Regions from separate parts of the Sus scrofa genome. Here region 2 is linked to region 1. Evidence: chromatin contacts called from public Hi-C data. All regions are on one chromosome and are shown on one strand. The core of a region is the stretch at or near the end of the contact, and the rest is flanking DNA. Distances in the headings are between cores, read along the strand shown.

Region 1 (7,411 bases), core at 2,462-4,961:
TTCAATGAGAAAAGCTGATTTTAAACATAGGATAAAATGATGGCCTGGAGACCATCAGATTTATTATTTAACCTGCTTGACATCTTCTCTCTGACATGGATCAGTATATAGCATAACTAGCAGGAGACAAGTCCCCTTTACGAGTTGTATGGCTTTGTACAGGTTATTTAGTCTTTGTTTCCTGGGTTCATTCTCTATAAAATGGAAATATTAAAACCTGCCTCTATACTTCAAGTGGCTCTTTAGGGACCCAAGTGCGTAATTCAAGTGAAAGTGTGGTGCAACTCTAAAGTACTGTGGTTGTTATTATACCACAAATAAAACTTTTAATTTTATTAGTGGATAAGCTAGAACTCAGAGGCTGTCTGTGGCAAATTGCAAAGGAAATGAGTTAAAAACTGGGTTCATGGTTCTTGATTTAACATCTTCTGAAAACATATCTGGTTGAAGATTTTTGAATGAGGATTGCATTTCATTTTATCTTGAATAAATTCAATGTAGTCATCTCTAGGAGCTGTATAAGAACCTAATTAGGTAACAAACTAGGTTATTGGGTATATACTCATCCATAACTCAAAAGATATTTTTTAAATTACAAAACTCCTGTTTAAAATTTTCTTTCTTTTATAAGAGGAAACAAGATCATTAGTTTACAACAAAGTAGAGATAAACAGTGGAGCAACTGCTTGAAGGAAACAAGAGAATACTGATAGAGTATTCTGCTTTATCTGCGGAGTAGCCATGGTTTCTTAGACTTGATAACATTTAACTCAGCAAATGAATATTTTTTGCAAGAAACTTTTCTACTAAAACAATCAAGGGATTATTTTTAAAGCATTGACAAATAGTTCTTACACCTCAATTTTCAATCTATCATTAGCTAAGATTTTAAGTTTAAGAAAGAGAAGCTAGCTGCTTAACTATAGGCCGAAAAGGATATTCTTAAATACTTTAGTTGTCTCTAGAAGGAAAAATAGGAAAGACCATTTTATTTCTAGAATACCTTTGGCTATTTCCTTATTTTTAATTTAAACAACTTTCCTAGTCCTTGCTTTAGAAAACAGTTTTTTTCAGAGATTTTCAAAGAGATGAGTATTGTACACATGCAATTTGACCTTGAATTTCTAGACCTTTAACAAAGATCTCTCCTTACCCTCCACCCTTCCACATTCTTAAAAAAAAAACAAAACCCCAAAACCCAAACAAACAAACCAACCAACCCTACAAACCCCACAAAAAACCAAAAACCATGCTGCACCTGCCAAGACAGTTCCGTCTGTCTCCTCGGAGGACGCAAGGGGTCGCCCCTCTCCCAGGATTGCAAACCCCAGGAGCAAATGCAGACTCAAGTGCGAAGGAGCAAGGAGCATCCCCTGCTAGGAGAGCTCTCACCCAGCCTCAGACCCACAGAATTATCGGAATTTCGATCCAGTTCCACCCTCCCCCCTCTAGCATCCCGGCTACACAACAAGAGGGCGCCTTTGACTTGGCCTTGAGACGGATCAAGGCAGATCAAAAAGCAGATCACCTTTGGACTCTAAATCCTCTCTAGTCTGAGCCTAGAGGAGCACCACCCTCCTCTACTCCCAGAAGACTTGGGGCAGCGTAGCTGGGCAGCTACCTGTACCTCTGTCTTTGTTGGGGGAAGTGGGAACAAGTAGATGGCCAGCTTTTTTCCCTATGTCTTCCATCAGAAACAGGGGCCCCCGAACTGCAATCAGAGACAACTCTTAACACTGACATTCAGCACAATTTCCCTTCCCAGCAACTGGGTGGCTCCAGGCGCTGGGGTCCTCAGTCGGGTGAAGGAGGGAGTGGGCTATGCGCTCCAGGTAAGTGCAGGCTGGAAAAACGATGTAAAACAGGAGGCTGCACTTGTGCCCAGCATCTCTCTCCCCACCGACCTGCGATTCAGTTCCCCAGGCCTTACCCTGCGAGGAGAGGAGGTGGGGACCGCCAGGAACGAGGGCAAGGCTCGAGCCCCAGGCCACTTGTTTTCTGTGGCGGCCGCAAGGCTCGAGGGAAAGGGTGGGTGGAGGAGTTATGAAGAATACAACCATTCAGAGGCCAAGAATAATAAATCTGATGCCCTGACGTGTTTAGATTAGACCCTCCTGCCCCCTGCTACGCGATCCTTGAGTCGTTGAGGCCAGGCAGGAGCCCCTGGCGCTTTGGCTCAGCTAAATTTTTTAAAGGCAATTTTCAGGTGAATCAAACCTTGTCTGCCCCAGGCGAGAGGCACAAAGGGAGCTTTCAGGTGACCCTCACGTCCAGGGACAGGGCACAGACAAACAGCGGAGGAGAAGCGATTACTAAATCTCCATCTACACAAGCCTGTGCTGTGTCCTCAGCGCTGTACCCGCGCTTGCCCGGAGGGGCTTCGCGGGCCAGCGCTCTGAGCTGCTTCTGCGCGCGGGACCAGGCAGAACCAAGTGTCATTGGCTCCCGGGCGGTGGAGTTCCGACCAAGGCAACAGCATCGTTCTCTGTGCCCCGGGGAAAGTTTCTCCCTCCAGCTCCCTTCATGCTGGAGCCAGGGGCGCCCCCGGCTCTATTTGTGAAGGACTCCCTACGCCGGCACCAATGCCAGAGCGGCCAGGGCACCGGGTCCCCCGGGAGCAGGGAGAGGTGCCTTTCTCGCATCTATCTCCTCATCTCTGGAAGACGCCACCTTGAAACAGACCAACCCGAGTCGAGAGTGCCCGGGGAGTGCCGGTTTCATCCTAGCTAGGACACACTGTTTTAAGAAGTCTTCACAAGCCAGCCTTCCAAGTAACTGGAGTCAGGATAACGGGCAGTGAGGAGGCGAGCCTGAGTCTTTAGGGGGACGCCACCCTCAGTTTGTATCTGCGCTTGGGACCCACTTGAAAGGGCCTGAGAGAGTAAAAGCGCTCGCGCGTGACAGGCGAGACTGTAACTGGAAACCCGGCACCTTCGGCTCCCAGCGGCCGGCTCGGCAGTCCTCACGTCCCCTGGAGTGGGACTGCGAGCGGCTCCGCAAGCGCGCAGGCATGCGAGCCCCGCGCGCCCCGCTCGCCCTTCTGTTCCACTCGTGCGTGGCTGGGGGAAGCGGCCGCGCAGGCGCTCGCTTTCCCTTTCCGCGAGTGGCGGGAAAGCGCTTCGTGACCCCAGCACCGCGGGAGGACCCAGCAAAGTCTCCCCACGCGAGGCGGCGACGCAAGGTGAGCGGGCGCCGGGGCCGCGCCTCCCCCGGCGGGAACTCAGTGGTCAGGGGCATCCCGCCTGCCGGGCGTCGGGGGTGCCTGGGGGCTCGAGGTCCCCGCCTGAGTATTCGAGGGAAAGCCCAAATCCCTAGAGCTAGTCTAACGAATGACCGAACTTTTCCGCGAACCTGAAGTTCGAGGGGGTAAGAGCCACCTTGGCGCCGCGTCCGCGGGACTCTAGCACCCAGGAGGATGCGGGGGAAGGGTAGGACACAGAGAGGAAGGCATGAAAGACACCGTCCACCCCGGAGCCTAAACTGTTACCTCCTCTTGAGGCGTGGGGTGGTGGGTGGGAGGACCGCTGCCGCCGGGAGCCGACTCAGGGCAGGCGAAGCGACCCGACAGGTGAACGCGGCGGGAGAGAGCAAACGCGTAAAAAACCCTGCACTTACTTCTTCGCTGGCGCCTTCCCCGGGAGGCGTTTTGGCTGCCGATGTATTCCATAAAGTTCAAAATGATAAAAAACCAAGAAATCAGTCGCAAGTGCATAGTAACCCAGTAATATTTCCCTTCCTTTTCTCCTTTTTCTTTTGATTGTTAATTAATATTGAATGTTTTAGAAATATACGTAGGTGTTAGGCGTATATAGAGAGCGAGAGAGAACCCAAGCAGCGGACAACTTCTCCACTCAGATCCGATAGGCGTGCTGGGGTCGCAAACGAAGCGGGTCGGGTGGTCAGGGAAACCAACTATTGTACTTTCCCCGAGCTAAGGCGGCTCCAGTAGAGTGGCTGTCAATGCCGCAAGTATGGGTTCCAGGAGCAGCTAGCGGCCTCGCCAGGATGGCCGCAGGTATCATGATGTGGGGCGGCAGGGGCCGCGGGCGAGATCCAGGCGGACAGTGGAGACGGTGGCGGCCCCTTGGGCTTAGAGATTGCGGCGGCTGCGGCGGCAGCGGCGGGGGCCCCGAGAGCTGAGGGGAGCGGGCGGCGTCGGCACCGCGGCCATGGCCAAGGGGCGGCGGAGAGACCCCGAGCTGCTTCTTCTGTTCGCGAGCAGGAGCCGCTCCAGTGGTGAAGGGAAGGAGGGAGGGAGGGAGGGAGGGAGGGCCGGGGCGAGGGAGGGGGAGGGGGGCTGGCTGCGGGGGGGCGGGGGGAGCTCGGGGGCGGGGAAGGAAACTGCTGGAGCAACAACCCTGAGCGACCTCAATAACTTTCAATTTCAAGAGGGAAAGAGGGAGCTGGAAAAGTACAGGCGTCGCGATTTGGCAGAGGGACGGGAAGAGGCGCCTAAGGGGTCCCGGGTCTGCGGCGGAGCATCTCTGGACACTGCAGAGAAGGCGGGAGAACGCTAGCCTGGGGGAGTGGGGGGAGTCACTGCGTACCCAGAAGACCCCTCAGAAGGGTAGCTCTCTCGGGGAGAGGTGGGCACGTTCCGGCAGGGAGCGTTGAGGTCGAAGGTCCGGCGGGCCCAAGACACTCCCCTCTTTCGGCCCCCCTCACTGCCCCCGATTCTGGAGTCCGGCGGGTCTCAGCCGCCTTAGGCCGAGGGCAGCCCGCTCCTGGGGGACCAGGCGTCCCAGCTCCCTCGCGCCTCCACTTCCAGCGCCGGCGCGCAACCGCTGGCCCCGGGCAGCTCGCTCCTCGCCCCCTCGGCAGATCGCTGGAGGGTTTCCTGCTGCGGACTCCTTCGCAGTTTTCTTGAATCCCTCCTCTGTGGCTTTTCTCCTTTCCTTTCTTTCTTTCAATAAAAGTAGCTGCAGTTGGGCGCCGAGCGGGTGGTCCCGAGGCAGCTCAGGGTCACTGGTGGTCAGCTCGGCCTCCCGTTACCTGCCTACGGGGGGCAGGACTCCGATGTGTGTGCGCTCACACACCCTTAGGAAATTCCATTGTGCTGCGACTTTCATCCAAACCGAGCCTGTTGAGGCTCTGGAAGATTCCTCCTCCCCTCAGGCAGTTCCCTTCACAGTCAGCTTGCCCTCGCTGGGCGCCGCTGCTCCCACTCTCAGTCTCTCAATCTTCTCGAGAAGATCTGTTGTGCAATCTGGTTTCTCAGCTGGGGGACTGCGAATCATATTTGGAAAGATTTTTCCTGGTCCTGGGGGAGGAGGAGGGGGTCCACTACTTCCTTCTGTTCTCAGTGCAGATAGGGGCCCTTGGATGCAGAAAATAAGATTCATTGCTTCACCCAGGGTGGAAAAGCCAAGGGCTGGCACTTCTGAGTGGGGTCCACCCTGGCTGTTATTAGTCAGCAGTAGCTTCCCACCTCTCTTCTCCAGCAGCACAAGTGGAAGAGCTTCCAGTAGTTGCTGAAGTATTTAACTGAAAATCACAAGCTCCCGAAGTGATTTTAATATAAATCTGTCCTATGTGTTGTATTTAACAACTATCTCAAGGACTACACTCTGTAGCATGATAGTTTTATATAGCCCCAAACTTCTAAGAGGTCGCTCTGGAAAAATCCCTGATTCAAGCATACTTTGTTAATTCTTATGCTCAGCTCATTTACGTTTAGAAAACAACTAACGCCTTTCAGGAAAACAAATAAGATTTGTTTTTTTTCTCCTTTTCACCCATTTGTAAATTCTATTGCTGGATTGCCTTCAATTTCTATGTTGATAAATGAGAAGAGAAAAAAAAAGTTTATTGTTTCTATGCATTCCATTTTGCAAGCTTGCAGTGCCTCAGCTTGTGTGTCAGTGAAGACTTCGACAGTATAGCTGTTATACATCCTAAAAGTGAGGATACAGGAGATGAAATGGCCTGGAAGCAAAAGGAAAGGGACATGAAATGGGCATTCTTGTCAGGATGCTAAAAATCAGAATCTGAGACACTGGCCGCTCCATTGCTAATTCCTTAATTAAATCTCATTTATCACTTAGCATACCTGTATTGGAATTTTGAAGGTAGGAATAGTTTTGTTTAGGTTCTTTATTATGAGGGAGACAAGAGCCCATCAATATCATGATTTAGAACTTATTTAAAAAATTCCCATTTGCAACATTTCTCTTTCTGTGGTGGAACTGTATTTTCTGTACATCACACACACACACACACACATCCTCCCTTCCTTTATCTGTTGCATAATGTCCAGTTGGAAATGACTGAGTTTATTACTTTGAACCAGCAAAGCTGCAGATAACAGGACAATTCCAATAATGATTATCCAAAAAAGAAGCTACTCTATTTTTCTGTGCCCGTCTCAGTCAGCTTTGCTTTCCTTCTTACTTAATACCTCAGATCCTGAATATCTGCACCATAAAACGTAGGGGATTTAAAGGCTGTGGGAGGCTCCCTTTGAAAAGGACTCCAGAGACGGCCTTTCTAATCCGGGATACTTGAGCCGGATGGGATGAGATTGCAAAAGGAGATGTAAAAAAGCAATTTGGTGAACAAGTTCAGGGGAATAAACATGAAGAAAGACATTTACTTTTCACTGTGAGTTGTGCAGACATATGTTAGTTTGGATGAACACAGGAATGGCTGTGTAAATAAATAAACAAACACAGTGAGAAGCTGCAGTTCTTGAGCCATCCCAGAAAAGATGTACTAGATGCAGTGGGCAGGAAAAGCTTGTCAAAGAATAAGCACTGCTCTGAGGAGACATAAGGAAAACATTAAATAAACGGCGAGGGTATTCTTTTTTTCTTGACGCTCTGCTTTAGAATAACTTTTTCCTGATCCATGTTACCGTACTATTAAATGTGTGTTTACTTGCCTGGTTGAGTCTTATGTTCCCTCGACTGCTCTTGCATCCTATGAAAAGCTTGCCATGGCCTATTTTGTGCAATGGGGTATCTTTTTTTTTTTTTTTTTGAACAACACTCAACAGAAGCCTATGGCTGCCAATGGATTCCAGGGCCCAAGCCTAAAGCAAGTTAACAACCATAGGCTCAGCATAGAAGTCAACACTGGCTTGCTATTTTTCTCCAGAAAACATTAAAGGCCCAGGGAATTTAGATAACTAAGAGTTGAAGAGAGTCAGGCCAGGAGAATAGAATAGTTTTGGACAAAGACAGAGGGGTTAAACTCATCCAGACTAGTTACTACAACTTCTCATCTCTCCTTTTCTACCTCCTCCATCAGGCAGTGACAACAGTAACAAGTTATTTTTGTCCCTTGCAGCAGTGGCATTTTAAGGAAAGAAAATGATTGTCATATTGTTGAATCCATACTGCAAATATGTGAAAGGGGGGTGTGCTCCAGAAAGAGAGAGCAAGCCCATTAACTTGGAATGGGACATAACTAG
Region 2 (6,638 bases), core at 1,363-3,862, 940 kb after region 1:
CTCGGACGCAGCCCTAAAAAGACAAAAATAAAATCAAAATTCCTCCCAATGGTTTCAAAACACTCCAAAATCTGGATCCTACCTACCTCTCTAGCCTTACTGCCTGTTACTTCATCCTCCTCTCTCACACATCCCACACCCCAAACCACCATAATCAACCTGTGCCTCTATGCTCGTTTTAGTTTCTTACTGAAGTGGGCTTTCCAGTCTTTTTCATCCCCAGAATATCTCCTTCATCAACTAAGATCTAATTAAAATATTACTTCCTCCATGAAAATCTATGTCCCTGCACCCCCACCTTGCCAATGCACCTCCCTAGCAGGACATTAGTCCTGAATCAATGCCACAATCTTCCTTCAAAACTCCTAAGGCCATGGAGTTGAACAAAACTGAAGAAAATCACAAAATCTTGGCACAATTACAAATATATGCTCTTCACCCAAAGCTGGGTTTTCAGCATTGCTCTAACACCTGAGTTCTTCTTTATTCAATTGTTTAGCTCTTCACTCCCTCTTTTGTTCAATGATTATTTCAAGTTTTACTATTTTTCTCAATTTTTCCATTCAGCTGCTTGGTCCCCCATCTCTCAAGAAATAACCCTGACTCATTCATTACCCAGAAAACAGGCCCTTGGATAGCTACCCACACCCATCCTAGCTCTCCTCCCCCCATGCTCCCCTTCTATTGAAAGATCAACACCCCCCACCATGTCCTTATATCCATTTTCCCTTTCCCTTCCAGCCTACAAACAAGCCAATTTCTACAAGAGGGATATAGATTCTCCCTAGGTCCCCCTCAAATTATTAACCAATCTTACTTTCCCTTCTTATGTTAAAAAGTAATCTATCTCCCCTCGTTTTCCAGCCACCACTAACCCAAGAAACCTGGCTTCTCCCCACTAAAACTGCACATCAGCTCTAGCAAAATCCTAAAACTTGACTCTCTTGATTTCTATGGTCTCACCCACTTCCTATTCTGACACTTGCCTATTTTCTTGATGATCTCCTCTGCCCATGTCCCCTTAATATCAATGGTTCCAAGTACCTGTATTTGGCCCAACCACTCTTCTGACACTAGGCTTTCTCTGATTAACTTAATTTTCTCTCCTAGTGTTCATATGCAGAATATGCAGGTTATTTACCTGTCCATGAGACTCTAAGATCTACACATACTCACATTCGGTGCCTCCTGGTCATCTCCATTTGATGCTACACCAGCATATCAAATTCAGCATAGCCAAAATTTAAATCTTACACCTGCCTGTACCCTCTATTTTAAATAGAAATACCCTTATATCCATCCCAGCAATCACCCTTGACTGGTCCCTCTTCCCTCAACATTCAATCAATCATAAAGCCCTTATGACTTATCACCTAAATATTTCCCCAGTCGATCCCATCCTCTTATCCCTTGTCCTAGTTCAGGCCTTCCTAATCTATTAATAAGACTATTTCAACAGATTCCTAACTCCTTATTCTTCTCCAATCTATCCTCTATTTTGCTGCCAAAGTGATTTTTTAAAAAAATCTGATTCTGTCACTTCCTTGAAAATTTTTCAATAAAGTCCCCTTCCAAGCTCCAGAGTATTTAAAGTTCTGCATTTTCTGAACACTACCCTCCTCTCCTGCTCTCTTCTTGTAATCCCTTGCTACATATTTGGTAATCCAATAATAATGAACAGCTTGTAATTCTATTTTACTTATGTCTCTCTTTGGCCTAGCTAACTCCTACTCATCTTTTAGATTACAGTTCAAGTGCCATATCCTCCTGGGAGCCATCTTAATGACCAACACTCCCCCCCTCAGGTGGATCAGATTTCCCTTCTATATGCTCTGACATTTTCCTGCATATATCACTGCGTTTACCAACGTTATTTCATAATGCTATGTTTATGCACCTGCTCACCCCTTAGCCTAAACAGTAAACTCCTTTAAGGCAAACATGGTCACCGTTATATCCTCAGGGCCCAGCACATTCGATAACAAGTACTCTGAAAACGTTTCCAGAATCAAAAAATAAAACACTTTCCTCAACTTTTCCATCATCTAACTCTATCACCCACCACCACCACCACTCCCACCCCCACTAAATCTGACCCGAATATTCGATACTTGAAACACTACCCGGAGGATTTCTGTCTGCTGTCTCTATTCTCCGCTTGACTAAGAATTCCTCCAGGAAGAGGACGGGTCATTTTTACCTGCCTAACTCCACTGCCCGGCACCTGGGCAGGGGAGTGAATGAAAATGCTTAGTAAGGCTGAGAGAGGCTGTCTCGGACTTCTCTCTTACACATCCTCCGCCGAGATCAGATCTGTCCCGGGGCCCAAGGACTGCGGGAACTCCTGATGTTCCCGCAAGCACAGACACCCCCTATCCCTGCGGGCTCAGGATGAGCTGGTTGCCTCCACCCCCACGCCAACCCCAACCGCGCCGTCCTCTTCCGCTGAAAGCGGTGGAGGACTCACCGGTAGGCGGAATTCCAGGTGCTCCTGTGCCATGAGCAGCAAATACCTGTTCAAGGAACTCGGCAGCGCCATGGCACCGACCCACGGTGCGCCGGCGCGGCCCGCGGGGCCTTACCCCTTGTTCCCCTACACCATTTCCGCTGAGGCGGAGCCTGAGGAGCCGGAAGCGGAAGTGGGGGGGTTGGACGCTGTCCTGAAGTTCCTCCGTAAGGGTCTTGAGCCCCGAGACTCCCGGAATGGTTGTGTTGCCTGCCAGGTGCTTTCTGCTAAAGATCACGATGTACCACGTGTTGGAGTGAGGATCTGTGTTGTATTCAGGAGCAAGGTGCGGTGAGCCAGTTTTTAGTTCGCACACCTGGAATGTACTACTTTTCCCGCAGTTCTTCAACTCCTGGTTCTTAAAAACTTAACTAAAATTTCACTTTTTTTCCGTGCAGACCTCTCTAAACACTCTAGGCTTTGGGGGCTGACTTAGCTGGACCACTCATTTAACATTTGGTATACTTCTTGTATTCTTGCAATAGCTTTCAAGGATATGTGCCTTGTAAGCCAATTAGAGTGCGCTCTTGAGGAAAGAGATCTCTTAAGATTCATTTTGTGCCTCACAGAAAACAAAGCAGTGTCCACCTCAGAGTAAGTACAATTGATCCTTGAACAACAGAGGTTTGAACTGCTCCGGGTACAATTGTATGTGACTTTTTTTCAGCGAGTGGTGCTATAGTACTACAAGATTAGAAACTGAAGGGCCAACCCTAAAGTTATACACAGATTTTTAACTTTGCAGAGGATGGATGTTCCTAATTCCCCTCACCCACTGCCTGCCTTGTTCAAGGGTCAACTGTGCTTATTAGCTTGTGTTGTTAGATTCCCATGACCAGTCCGCAGCCAACTGTATTATTATGTTCCATGATGGAAGTTGCTTCTAACTATTAACACCAGTACAGATTTCATAGTAGCAGACAGTTAATAAATTTTAACAATTTGCGTATTCTATATCTATGTTGCTGCTTTTGAAAGTACTAAGTCCTTCGTGCTTTTGAGACCTTTTATCTTTTGCATTCCACATATCATACAAAGCACAAGAGTAAGTATTCTGCATTTTCCCCGCATCAAGTGTCAGGATCATAGTTACTGCTTTCTAGTCGTGATTACTAGCATAGGCTGTTGTCAGTCTTGGGTTCAAACTTTAAGTTCCACTAATTACTATCTGGTATGCTCTCAAGCAGATTTCTTTGCTTCTTTTAGCCTGTTTTATCTGAGATGGAATAATACTGCCTCCCTCAATGTACGTAAGGTGTTTAATATAGTGTATGGGGCAATAAATAGCATTTAAGGAGATTTTTCTTCTCTTAACCTCCATGAGAATTCCTCTTAACAAGCCCTCTACTTTTGTTAGGATAGATGTCTTTTTTCTGTTTTGTTTTGTTTTTTAAATGGCTACACCTGAGGCATATGTAGGTTCCCGGGGCCAGGGATTGAATCTGAGCCATAGCTGCAAGCTACACCTCAGCTGTGGTAAGGGCAGATCCTTCTAAGCTGCAGCACAAGGCTGGGAATTGGACCCTACCCCCTCTGCAGCAACCTGAGCTGGTACAGTCATATTCTTAACTCACTGCACCATGACAGGAACTCCCAGGAAAGATGTCTTGATAAGTCCCCTTGAGTCAAGTGAGTCTCTGAGGAGCATATATGTCTCTTGGCCCCAAGGCTTCAGAGAGGGGGAATAAAAGTACTCTCTGACACATGAAAAGGTTATTAACTCTTTTGAGAAGAGGGGTCAAGGTAGGCAGAGAACAAATGCAATGTTAGGGAAAGGATGTGCAGGGTTGATGTGCCCCATCCAAAACTTGTCAGAATTACCAAACCCACATGAGATTTTGATGGGACAACTTTTTAGGGGGTATCAAAGAGGTGCTCATTTTCATGGCTGGATTGATATGATGTTGTGCAGAGATAGCAACTGAGAATACAGGACCTAGGAGAACCCAGATGAATTCAAGTTTTACTGATTTTTCACATAAGATCCTTTGAGCTAAGGTTCATGAGGAAAGGTCTTATTGGCCTTGTGTTGGAAATGGAGTAAAAGATTGAAACCATTTTTGGTATCTTGCAGTCTAAATCTCACTGCAAACAGAAGAATGAAATTAAGGGCTGGCCCAAAGAAGAAAGGCATCTCTAATTTTAGCAGGCCCTAGTTTAGGCTCCTTTTGGAAAACTGTTCCTATTTCATGCAGTTGCTGAGATTGGGGAGAGTTGTTCTCCTCTAGCCTAACTCCATCTGCCTGGAAATGTATGGCTTTTGATTATTTGAATTGTGGCAGCATCAGATTTTAAGGATGATCAGAAGAGAAGGATGAAGTTCCAGCCTGTTTCCCTTCACATTTTTAATTTTTTTTTTAATGCACAGATACTGCTTCACCTGAGGCAAATTAGTTGCTCTAGTTTGCAATTAGGGCTTCCGGTTTGTTCTGGTGCTTCTTCTGACCAGAGGATGAGATCTACGTTTCTTCACTTCTGGAGATCTTGTTTGTTGGAAATTTGACCTCAAGGAGCCGAGTTATACTTAAACCCATTGCAGTTACTTAAGTTTGAACTGATGACTCAGAGTCCCATCTTGTCAGGTTTGTTTCCTGAGAGCAGCTAGTGTTTTTTTCTCTCTTCTCTTCTTCCTGAATTATCTTCATTAAGATTGAAGATACTATACCATGGTCTTAGAGTAAAACGGTGAAAATGTTGTGCCCTAAATGGCCAGTGTTCAAAATTTTGTGTGTGTGTGTGTGTTTTTGCCATTTCTTGGGCCGCTCCCGTGGCATATGGAGGTTCCCAGGCTAGGGGTACAGTCGGAGCTGTAGCCACTGGCCTACACCAGAGCCACAGCAACACGGGATCCGGTCCACGTCTGCAACCTACACCACAGCTTATGGCAACGCTGGATCCTTAACCCACTGAGCAAGGCCAGGGATCGAATCTACAACCTCATGGTTCCTAGTTGGATTCGTTAACCACTGAGCCACGATGGGAACTCCCCAGTGTTCAAATTTAACTAACCATTCCAAATTTTGTCTCTGGTTTGAAGTTTGTTGTCACTAGTTAAAATCCATACTAATAATCAAAAATAAAAAATAAAAAAAGATTGAAGATACTGAAGACCATTCTAGAAACTTATTAAATAAAAGCTCCAGGCTTTAACTTTGTAGCTTAGGCAGCTTTGCACATCTTTGAATGGAATGCCATTTATTACTTCTCTTGGGCAACACTTGTGTACTAGGGATAAGTTCACAGTGCACTTGCTTCATTTGAGTTAGATCTTTCATCCTTTCTCTTTTCCTCTTTCCTACTTTCTCTCCCTAAAATATAAGAAGCAAATATGGTTTCTAAATAAAGGCTTTTGACAAGTTGTTTGCAAATACTGACAATCTCACAGTAGGCATATAGCTTTCCTAGGAAAAAAATAAACAAATTCTTGTTTAAGCACAATTGCAAATAATCACCATCTCTTGATCCTAGTTGCTTCCCATGAGTAGGAAAATAATTATATATAGTATAGATAGCCACAAGTCCCATAAAAGGGATTTTCCTGAGTATCTACTAAAATAGGGCGCAAAGGAGAGTTTTATTCAATTCCCATAGGTCACAGGTTCTTAAATTTAGCAGCACATTGGTACTGTGTTTATAATTTTAAATTCCATTTGTTCATCCTCGTGGCAACACTGGATCCTTAACCCACTAAGCGAGGTCAGGATTGAACCCGCATCCTCGTGGATACTAGTGGGGTTGGTTATAGCTGACGCACAACGGGAACTCCAGGAGCTTTTAAAAACACCTGTGTTCAGGTCACATCCCAGACAAATTAAATTGAATCTCTTGGGATAGATTCCAGGCCTTGTATTTTTAAAAACTCCTCAGGTAATTCCAATGTGCTGGTATATAGGAAAGCAATTGACTTTTGCACACTAACTTTGTATCCTGCAATTGGCTATAATTGCTTATTAGTTTCAGCAGTTTTTTAACTGATTCAGATTTTCTACATAGATGATCATATCACCTATGAACAAAGATAATTTTATATCTTTTTCCCCAAATTTGTATACTTTTAAACTTCTTTTATTATTACCTTCTCTGGAAAGTCTTCTTTGATACTTTCATCCCCAACCACAGCAATATTAAATGT

Evidence for each region. A called contact is a pair of places that touch in the nucleus more often than the background predicts.
Region 2: a contact with region 1 is called in a Hi-C map of alveolar macrophages, with 4 times the contacts expected there. The contact joins the promoter of TRMT11 here to the promoter of RSPO3 in region 1. A contact is called at or near these places in 2 of 5 promoter capture datasets (fetal liver and fetal skeletal muscle), 7 of 47 Hi-C or Micro-C datasets (alveolar macrophages, embryonic fibroblasts, fetal heart ventricle and 4 more) and 1 of 2 datasets of contacts at active chromatin or transcription factors (skeletal muscle).

The regions. Positions count from the first base shown.
Region 1 is chr1:36,062,721-36,070,131 of Sscrofa11.1, forward strand. It overlaps RSPO3 (R-spondin-3), which reads right to left and starts at 3,712. Exons shown (of 5, transcript NM_001315656.1): 1 at 3,616-3,712. The coding sequence starts at 3,712.
Region 2 is chr1:36,999,467-37,006,104 of Sscrofa11.1, forward strand. TRMT11 (tRNA (guanine(10)-N2)-methyltransferase homolog) reads right to left here and starts at 2,613. Exons shown (of 13, transcript XM_013992581.2): 1 at 2,468-2,613. The coding sequence starts at 2,539.